Linked DNA regions of Rattus norvegicus: all the other regions are linked to region 3. The links are chromatin contacts, called in public Hi-C maps. All regions are on one chromosome and are shown on one strand. Each heading gives the region's core, a stretch centred on a gene start, on an enhancer-like site or on the middle of the called end of the contact. The rest is flanking DNA. Distances are from core to core; before and after follow the strand shown.

Evidence for each region. A called contact is a pair of places that touch in the nucleus more often than the background predicts.
Region 1: a Hi-C map of frontal cortex shows a contact between it and region 3, with 2.1 times the contacts expected there. The contact joins the promoter of Zfp865 here to the promoter of Ube2s in region 3. A contact is called at or near these places in 3 of 12 Hi-C or Micro-C datasets (the A7r5 cell line, Schwann cells and frontal cortex).
Region 2: a contact with region 3 is called in a Hi-C map of the A7r5 cell line, with 6 times the contacts expected there. The contact joins the promoter of Zfp580 here to the promoter of Ube2s in region 3. A contact is called at or near these places in 3 of 12 Hi-C or Micro-C datasets (the A7r5 cell line, Schwann cells and psoas muscle) and 1 of 1 datasets of contacts at active chromatin or transcription factors (oligodendrocytes).

The regions. Positions count from the first base shown.
Region 1 is chr1:77,832,871-77,835,570 of GRCr8, reverse strand. Zfp865 (zinc finger protein 865) reads right to left here and starts at 1,429. Exons shown (of 2, transcript NM_001134544.1): 1 at 1,319-1,429. The coding sequence starts at 1,396.
Region 2 is chr1:77,816,823-77,819,522 of GRCr8, reverse strand. It overlaps Zfp580 (zinc finger protein 580), which reads left to right and starts at 1,396. Exons shown (of 2, transcript NM_001317059.1): 1 at 1,396-1,557; 2 at 2,625-2,700. The coding sequence starts at 2,637.
Region 3 is chr1:78,056,291-78,059,091 of GRCr8, reverse strand. Ube2s (ubiquitin-conjugating enzyme E2S) reads right to left here and starts at 1,433. Exons shown (of 4, transcript NM_001106224.2): 1 at 1,299-1,433; 2 at 552-699. The coding sequence starts at 1,301. LOC134482885 (a long non-coding RNA gene) reads left to right here and starts at 1,731. Exons shown (of 2, transcript XR_010059564.1): 1 at 1,731-1,868.

The sequences.
Region 1 (2,700 bases), core at 180-2,679, 220 kb after region 3:
TGGTGGTCAGGGTGTAAAGAAAGAGATGATACCATGGTAAGGGGCTAAAAGGACTTGGGAATTGTAGTATGGGGTGAGAGTGGGGACTTCCAGTCTGTTCCTATTAAAAGACTTTCCGAAAGGCTTCTCTGTCAGTACTCTTAAGGCCGAGCCACCTCTTCAGCCTCATCCCTTGGTTTCTTAACCCTGTTATCCATGATCCAGAATTCTTGCTGGATCCATTCTGACATTTTCCCCTTCTTGCCCCAAATATACCATAGACATGGGGGTGCCTCTCCTCTGTACTAGTTAAAAGCCTCATAATTTATTCCCCTTAGAATGCAAAACATCACTCAAAGGGAATCCCTGTTCCTGCCTCTGCCCCTCATTATCCACCTCTCCTAGAGTGCCCAAATGGACCTTGGAAAATGTAGATGAGGTCATCACTTTTCACCACTCCAAGCCCTCCAGTTGCACTTAAAACCTCGTGTCCTTCCTATAATATCAAACATGATCTGGATCCTGCTTATCTCACCGATTACAGTGTAAATATAAGCCGGCACCCAGCTGACTTCTGCCATTTCAATTTAGCTCCCACCACCCCCACTCTGAGTGTACGTCTTATTTCTCTTTTTTTTTTCTTTTCTTTTTTTTTCTTTTTTCTATTTTTCGGAGCTGGGGACCGAGCCCAGGGCCTTGCGTTTGCTAGGCAAGCGCTCTACCACTGAGCTAAATCCCCAACCCTACGTCTTATTTCTCTTATAGGACATAAATTCTCTTTATCATCACTTTTTCTCCTCATAAGACTGCAAGCTGCAAGAGAACGCAATCGTTGTCCATTTTGATCCCCTGGAACTTTAAATGTTTGCTGAATGAACCTATATTTTGAGTTACTTTTCAGTCACTAGTTAGAAGTTCTAAAGTCATCTGAAGCTCCCATATCTCCTCCCTTGCGCATTCGTAAGGCAGTCCTTATATCATCAAATGCCATCCCAACATGGTGACAGGATTATAGCTCTCCTTTGAGGTCACCTTCCCAACCATCCACTAGCCCTATAATTTCCCTGATGCCCCTCCCATTTAAGACTCCACACTTCTTTATGCAAATAACACCCCTTGTCTTCTCCCAGTACTCATCCAGGCCCAAGACACAACCTGTCCTCAGGACCCACCTCAACCAGGCCTTGCTCCTCATTCCCAATAGGCTCCTCCTTAAACCCCGCCCCAGAGTGTTACCATACCCCCGCCCAATTCTCCTAGGCCCCGCCTTGACCCCGCCCCCTGCCCTGCGATGTCTTCGCCGTGAACCCCCGGCCCAGACCCCCTTCATCGCCCGCACCAGGTCCGGCGGCTCCGGGGATAGCGACTCCTGGGTCGGTGAGCTCGGAATCGGGGGATCCGGGCGCGCGGCGGCCATCTTGTACCTAAGCCCTGTCCCTGAGGGCAAAGATTGCTCCGTGAGGGGTGGGGTCCGGGCTGGCGGCGTTGCGCATGCGCGGGGCAGGTCGACGAGGGGCGGGGTCATAACGGGTATATGGGCGGGGCCGTGGGGGGTGCAATAGGCCGAACGCGGCAAAAATTCAATACCTGTCAGTCCCCCACGTAGATAGACTGAACTTGCAGCTGGGAGGTCGGCCACACCCTAGCGACGAATTCCGACGTCTCCCCACTTTTTATTGTCTAAGCATGTTTTCACTCTGTATTCCTGTCTGGCCTAGAACTCTCTATGTTAGACCGAGATGGCCTCGAACTCACAGAAATCTGCTTGCCTCAGAGTCACTATGATTGGCCTGCCAAGTCCCTTTTTAAAACTAACTCCGCTGGGGTTGGGGATTTAGCTCAGTCAAGGCCCTGGGTTTGGTCCTCAGCTCCAAAAAACAAAAAACAAAACAAAACAAAAACAAAAACAAAAACAACTAACTCTGCCAGGCATGGGATGTTGTTTTATGTCACAGAAAACGTTTCTGGGGTTACTTTCAATTCATAGTGCTCAGTTTATGAATGGAAGGTTTTATAAGTCTGTGCCAAGAATGGGACTCATGAGTGGCAGCTCAGGTGATTTCAGCCAGAAGCAAACCCCTGCGAATTGCTGTGATGTTTGAGAGAAAAGAGCTCAAAGAAGGTTTTCAGCAGCACTAGGGACAGGGCTCTATTGAGAGTTCAACTCACTCCAGGGCCTGACTCCTCCTCTTCTGCTCCTCTTTCCATTCTCGCCTCCATGTTTCCTGCCTTCTGACAAGGCCCCAAACAGTGAGAGCTGGCCTCTAACTTTTTATGTCTATGCTGCCTTGAACTCTATTTTGATTTTTAAAAATCTTCTTTCCTTCTCTTTTTTCCCTCTCCTCTCTTCCTTCTTTCTTCCCTCCTCCCTCCCCTCCCTCCCTCCTCCTCCTCCTCCACTTCCTCCTCTTCCTCTTCCTCCTTTTATGGGCGCTCTGCTTGCATATATGTCCATACACCACATGTCTGTAGTGTCCACAGATACCAGAGATGGCGAAGCTAGAGAGGGTTGTCAGCTGTCATACGGAGGCTGCCTTAACTTCTGCGTTATCTCTCCAGCCCTGGCTTTGAACTCTCGATCTTTCTGGTACTGTTAATACAGGCATGCACCCCCCCATGCCCAACTTCATTCCTCTCTCTTCTGTACAGACCTTTAGAAGTGTGTGCAAACAGCTAGAAAAGAGACACGGGAATGCATTGAAACTCTATTTGGCTAGACCA
Region 2 (2,700 bases), core at 147-2,646, 240 kb after region 3:
GGAATGAATAAGTTCCATACTTTAGGGCCTCAGAAGCACTAGTGCTCAATAGCTTCATGTATCCAGTGTCCGCCATGCCTCATAGAAATTATAGCATTTGTCACCGATGGGAAAGATATTGGATAATTCTTCAAGGGGTAGTCCACTCTTTGGGGTGGCGTTGTCCTTGGGCTGGGCATCAGACTAACCCTCTCTCCCTCAGCTATTTCCAGCTGTTGCCCCCTCCCAACTCCCAGTACATGAATCTAGGACTTATCCCTAGATGGGTCCCAACCTCCCGTAATTGCTTCTCATACCAGAGTGCATCTTACAAATATGAAGTGTCTTCACTGGCCCAGGCTGCACCTGCAATGTTACTTCATGAACACTGGATGCTCGGACCCTCCTCGAAGAGCCCCAGCATGCCAGCTACCCTGGGCAGCGGGTGCTGGTGACCCACCACTTCTACCCATTCCGGAGAACCAGCTTCCTTGCCTGTGTATATGACAATGCTTGACTTTCTCTGAGCCTCAGCTTCCTCATGTATTCAAGTCCAAACCTTCCTGTGCCTGTGCCTAGGAATGGCTGGCCTCCTCTGGGCTTTACTTTTCCCCACCAGATCACTGGCAAGAATCACGGCTGCTCCCCACCCTTATTTTAAGATGCGATTTCATGTAACCCAGGCTGGCCTCCAACTCGCTATATTGAACTTCTGATTCTTCTGTTTCAAGCTATCACACCCGTTTCTTTTGTAGTGCTGGGGCTCGAACCAGAGTGCATGTTAGGTTAGCATTCTATCGACTGAGCTATACCATCGGCCCTGTCCCCATTTTTATACCTAGCAAGCAAGCTCCAGTTTTCAGATTCCCTAAATGCTCAGCCGGAACTAGCACATTTTCCTTTCTCTGTCAACATCTGGTGTCTCCAGCTTCTGTTTCGCCACATATACTTTACCTAATCTGGCAACGTCTTCTTTGGGTATTGATTTCCCTCTTTCTAAGATGTGAGGATTGTGACCCTACCAAACCACAACAGAGATCTGGCTTCTGGACCTTAGTTTCTCCATTTGCTCATCCAACAGAAACACATCCTTCTCTAACCTGCTGCCTTGAGTGGTTTTGCCTGAGCGGAAAGGGGAGGCAGGGTGGAAAGACAACAAACTGTACATTCCAATTCTTTATGGATGGCTTGCGAGACTTCACGGTATTTAGCTTCAATATACTGGTCACTCAAAGAAACAGAATGGCTCTTTCCGTGAATGGCACGCAGCTGGGAACTGTTCTTTTGCAGGTCCTTCTTGTTGGCTACGCGCCACCCCCACCCTTTACGCGCTCCCTTTAGAGCCGTTGACTCCAGCCTCGGAACCTTCGTCTGTGGAGCGTGCGTTTCTGAACGGTGCTCTTTCCCAGGGACGCCGTCGCCCCTCGCGCCCCTGCGCCCCCCGACCCGCGTCCCCGGCGCCGCCGGCCCGGAGCTGCCCGGAAGCTCGCTCCTACCGCGGCGCTCGTCAGGGCAAGCCCGGGTCCGTCCGGGACCTCGGCCCCGTTCTCCCCCGGACCCGAGAGGCTGCTGCACCGGGTACGGGGGCCGGGATGGAGGGAGGAGCCTGGCTTGGGCAGGGCGCGAGGCCGGCAGGTCTCTGGGTGTGGGTCGGAGCGGTGAGGCGACGAAAGCGACGCCCAGAGCCGGAGAGAGGAATGTCGGGAGGCCAAAGCTCCTTATGGAAGCCAGGGGAGTAGGAAGGCCCTACGGGATATAACGGGACGGGGTGGTTTAGAGGACCAGTGTTGCTGGAAGTCCCCAGGCTAGGGGTCATGCATCATATAGCCTGGGAGGTGAAGAGGGATCAGAGATGCCAGCTGTAACTAGAGAGGAGGGACCAAGGTTAGGGGTTTCTGTTTGGGAGCAAGAAACCAGAGGTCTATGACTGAGAGTGGAAAGATGCTCCAAGGTGGTGGCGGCGACGGAGAGAAAAACGAAGATGTCAGGATACTTTGTGGGTGGAGACGGTGGTGAATGAAATGAAACAAGATGGGGGCGATTATTGAAGGCAGGCAGTAGAGAATGAAGTACAGACGATGGGTTTCCCGGAGTGGAAAGAGAATGGGAGACCTTTAGGTGCAGAGTGTGGGGATGACATAAAAAACCCTGGATGGGAAGTGGGGAATTGGGTTAGTGGAACTCCGGATAAGTATCTAGAGAGGAAACTTGAGGCGACAACTGTGGAGATTGGGAAGGCTCTGAAGGTATTGAGGACCTGAGGGAAAGGACTGAGCCAGAGCTTGAGTAAAGCTCTGAGAAAGAGGAATGGGTAGATGGGAGAAAAATCTCGGAGGCTCTGGAATGTGAGATTAGAGAGGACCTAAACTGAAAAAGAAAGAAATGGACTTGGAGATTGATTTCAGTGGGTGGGGGTGAGCGGAGGGAATCCGAAGGATGTCTGAGGTTCTGACCTGAGTCGGGTGAAGCCGGGTGTTACCAAGCCCTGGTGTCCAGAGATGGGGACTGGAATCACTTTTTACTTTGAAGGGAGGTAGGTCAGTAGCACAGTCTGGCAGAGAATGGGAACACCTTCCTTTTTAGGATTTTTTTTTTTCCTGAAAGGAAGAGAGGATCTTAACTTCTCTTCCCTCCGCCGCTCCCAGCTGCCGCTCCAGATGCTGCTGCTGCCGCCGCGGCCACCCCACCCTCGGTCCTCCTCTCCGGAGGTCATGGACCCAC
Region 3 (2,801 bases), core at 184-2,683:
TCCGGCTAACCATTTCCCAAGCTTTTCCACAACCTCATGAGGTATGTTTTCTTTTACCTACTTGCTTGGGTCAAAAGTGGTAATCACAGATGATCTGCCCACCAGCAGTAGCTATACTAGCTAACAGCAGACCAGGTAGACATCTTCCACACCCCTAGCACTAACAGACCAGACACTTGATTTTGAAACTGATTTTTAGCTGACTTTGTATAAATTCAGTTGAAAAATTAGGTCTGAAAAACCTAAGTGGCTTACTTAATACATGGAATCAGTTTATTACCACCTGTTTTCCTTCACAATGCGTTTTCATTTAGTCTCGTTTGCCCTAACGCTTGACAGGTGATCGGTACACTTTCTATTTCTGCTTAATTTATATGCATCCGCAGGTCTCTAGAAAGTCACACTTGGGACAGCTTTAATCCAAGCCTAAGCAAAAGTCCACACTTTGTTACCAGCACCCAAGAGGTTGAATCCTGTTTGTTCCACAGCCACACAACAGAAGACAGAAGAAATCCAGTCAAGTGGCCCCTCCCTTCCGTGCCCACACTCACCAGGGCCCTCGATTGTAACCTGCAGGTCGGTGAGATCCTCCTCATTGGGGAAGACTTTAATGCCATCGGGTGGATCTGCTGTCAGTGTTGTCACCTCCTTGTACACTAGGCGGATGATGTGGGGAGGGAGATTCTCTACATTGGAGTTCTAGGCGCGGAAGGAAAAGGAGAGTGAGCAGCCCGAAATATCTGGGATTAAGGATGCTGGATACCAGAATCCATACTTTATAGGTACGAGGATGTCAATCACTGCCAGTCAAGTAGACCTAGGGTGCTTCTGGCCGTTGCCCCCAAAGAAACACGACGTTGTTTCAGAAAAGGCTTCTACGTGGCTCATCGTGCCCGAACCTCTCAAAACCGCTCGTTACGACGCGCATGGGTCCACCACTGGTTCTAGGTGGCCTAAGGCCTAACCGGAGCCCTTCCCCTACTTAGCCTTGAAATACCCCCACCAATCCCCCCAAAAAAATCAAGAAAGAAAAAGCCTGGGCGAAATGGCGGCGGGATGTCTTGATCCTGAAAACACCCATGGGCGGGCCGCAAGGCACCCAAAGCCCTCCCCAAGATTCTGAGGGCCTCCTGGGCTCCTTCATCGTCTGTAGAAAGGCCCTGGGGCCGACTCCTGGCTCTGGACCTCCAGCCCTGCCACCAAAGCACTCAGAAGCTGGCCAAAAAACACTTGGGACGCCGCAGTCGCCTCTTCTGCCAGAGTCCCCAACCGCCCCTCAGGCCTCCCGCTTCACTCACCATGACTTCAACAGGCCGGGGGCGGGTCCCCCCGGCCCCCTTCCTGCACTCCTCGGACCGCCGGCCGGGGCGGGGGGCCCAACTGCCGGCCGCTGTGGCCCTAGCGAGGCCCCCGAGGGCCCGCTCCGCTCCCCACTAACTCCGACGCCCGCTACAAAACGCACGCAACGTTACGTCTGCCCGTCCGTACTGAGCCGGCCGCGCGCCCAACACCGCACTTTTATAGCTACCCGCAGGCCCCGCCCTTCACGGCACGTCTGGGCTGCTACGTCAACGCGCACGTTGCTTGGCGGTCAATGCGCTTTCCTCCCCCTCCCCCCGGCTCTTCTCAGAATAGGAGCAGAAGTTCGAACCAAGTTTGTGAAGAGGGTTATCCAATGAGGGCTCGCGCCAGCAGAAGAGTAGACCTGAGGAAACCAAGCGGCTAAAAACCCCGAGCAGAGAGAAAGGGGGGAAAAAAAAACCCGCAGAGGCGACGCGGCCGCTGATTGGACCGTTTGAATGAGACGCCGCCACGACTTGGCGTGCGCGCGCGCTCCTGCATGGAGAAAGACGCGCACGCAACTAACGGTTAGCTAGAGGAAGGGGCAGGGCGAGGGAAGGCGGGACTGGAAGGGTTAAAGGAGTGACGGAAGGGTCTTTGACCAATAAAGTGGGGCGTCTGGACTCGTGGGGCGGGTAGAAATGGAGAGCTACTAATGGGAAGCCAGCTCAGCGTGATAGACTCCACCCTTGACCAATGAAATGTCTAAATTTCTTTTGTGTATGCAAATATTATTCTGGGAGGCGGGCGACCTCGCCTGGAAGCTATGGAAAGGCGGAAGTCTGTGTGTATTTGTCTATGTGGCGCCATTTTGTTCTGTGCTCCTGTTTTGTGTTAGGCAGCCCTCAGAAAATCAGGTTGGATGACTCTGAGGGCTTGGACTTCCTGGTCCTCTAGCATATGATTTGTGACCTTTGCCACCCTTAAGTTTCTTTAGTGGCTAGTAAACTCTGGGATTCTTAGGGATGCCAGAGGAAGAAGCCAGGGACGTCCCACGTTCTTATTGAGGGCTTTTATGACTGGCATCTAGATCCTATACACTTCTGTTACGTTTTTGAGAGAATTTCATTATTTAGCCATAACTGGCCTGGAAGTCCTTTTTTAGGGAGGCGGAGTGGGGTGGGTGGGGTTGCTTTGTTTTGTTTGGGCTTTTCAAGACAGGGTTGTTCTGTGCAGGCCTGACTGTCCTTCCTGAAACTCGAGTTATAGACCAGGCTGACCTGAACTCACAGAGATCATCTTCCTGAGTGCTGAGATTAAAAGTATATGCCACCACACCCTTGACTCATAACTTTTATATCCGTCCCCTAGTGTATGGGATAGTGCTGTCCACATTGAGGTCATCTCTTCCCTCACCCTTAACCTCCTGGACCTGTCCTTACATATACTCCCAGTGACTCTTAATAACCATGAAGTGTTAATCCAATTGTGACAGCATGGCAGAGATCTAGAGAGAATTA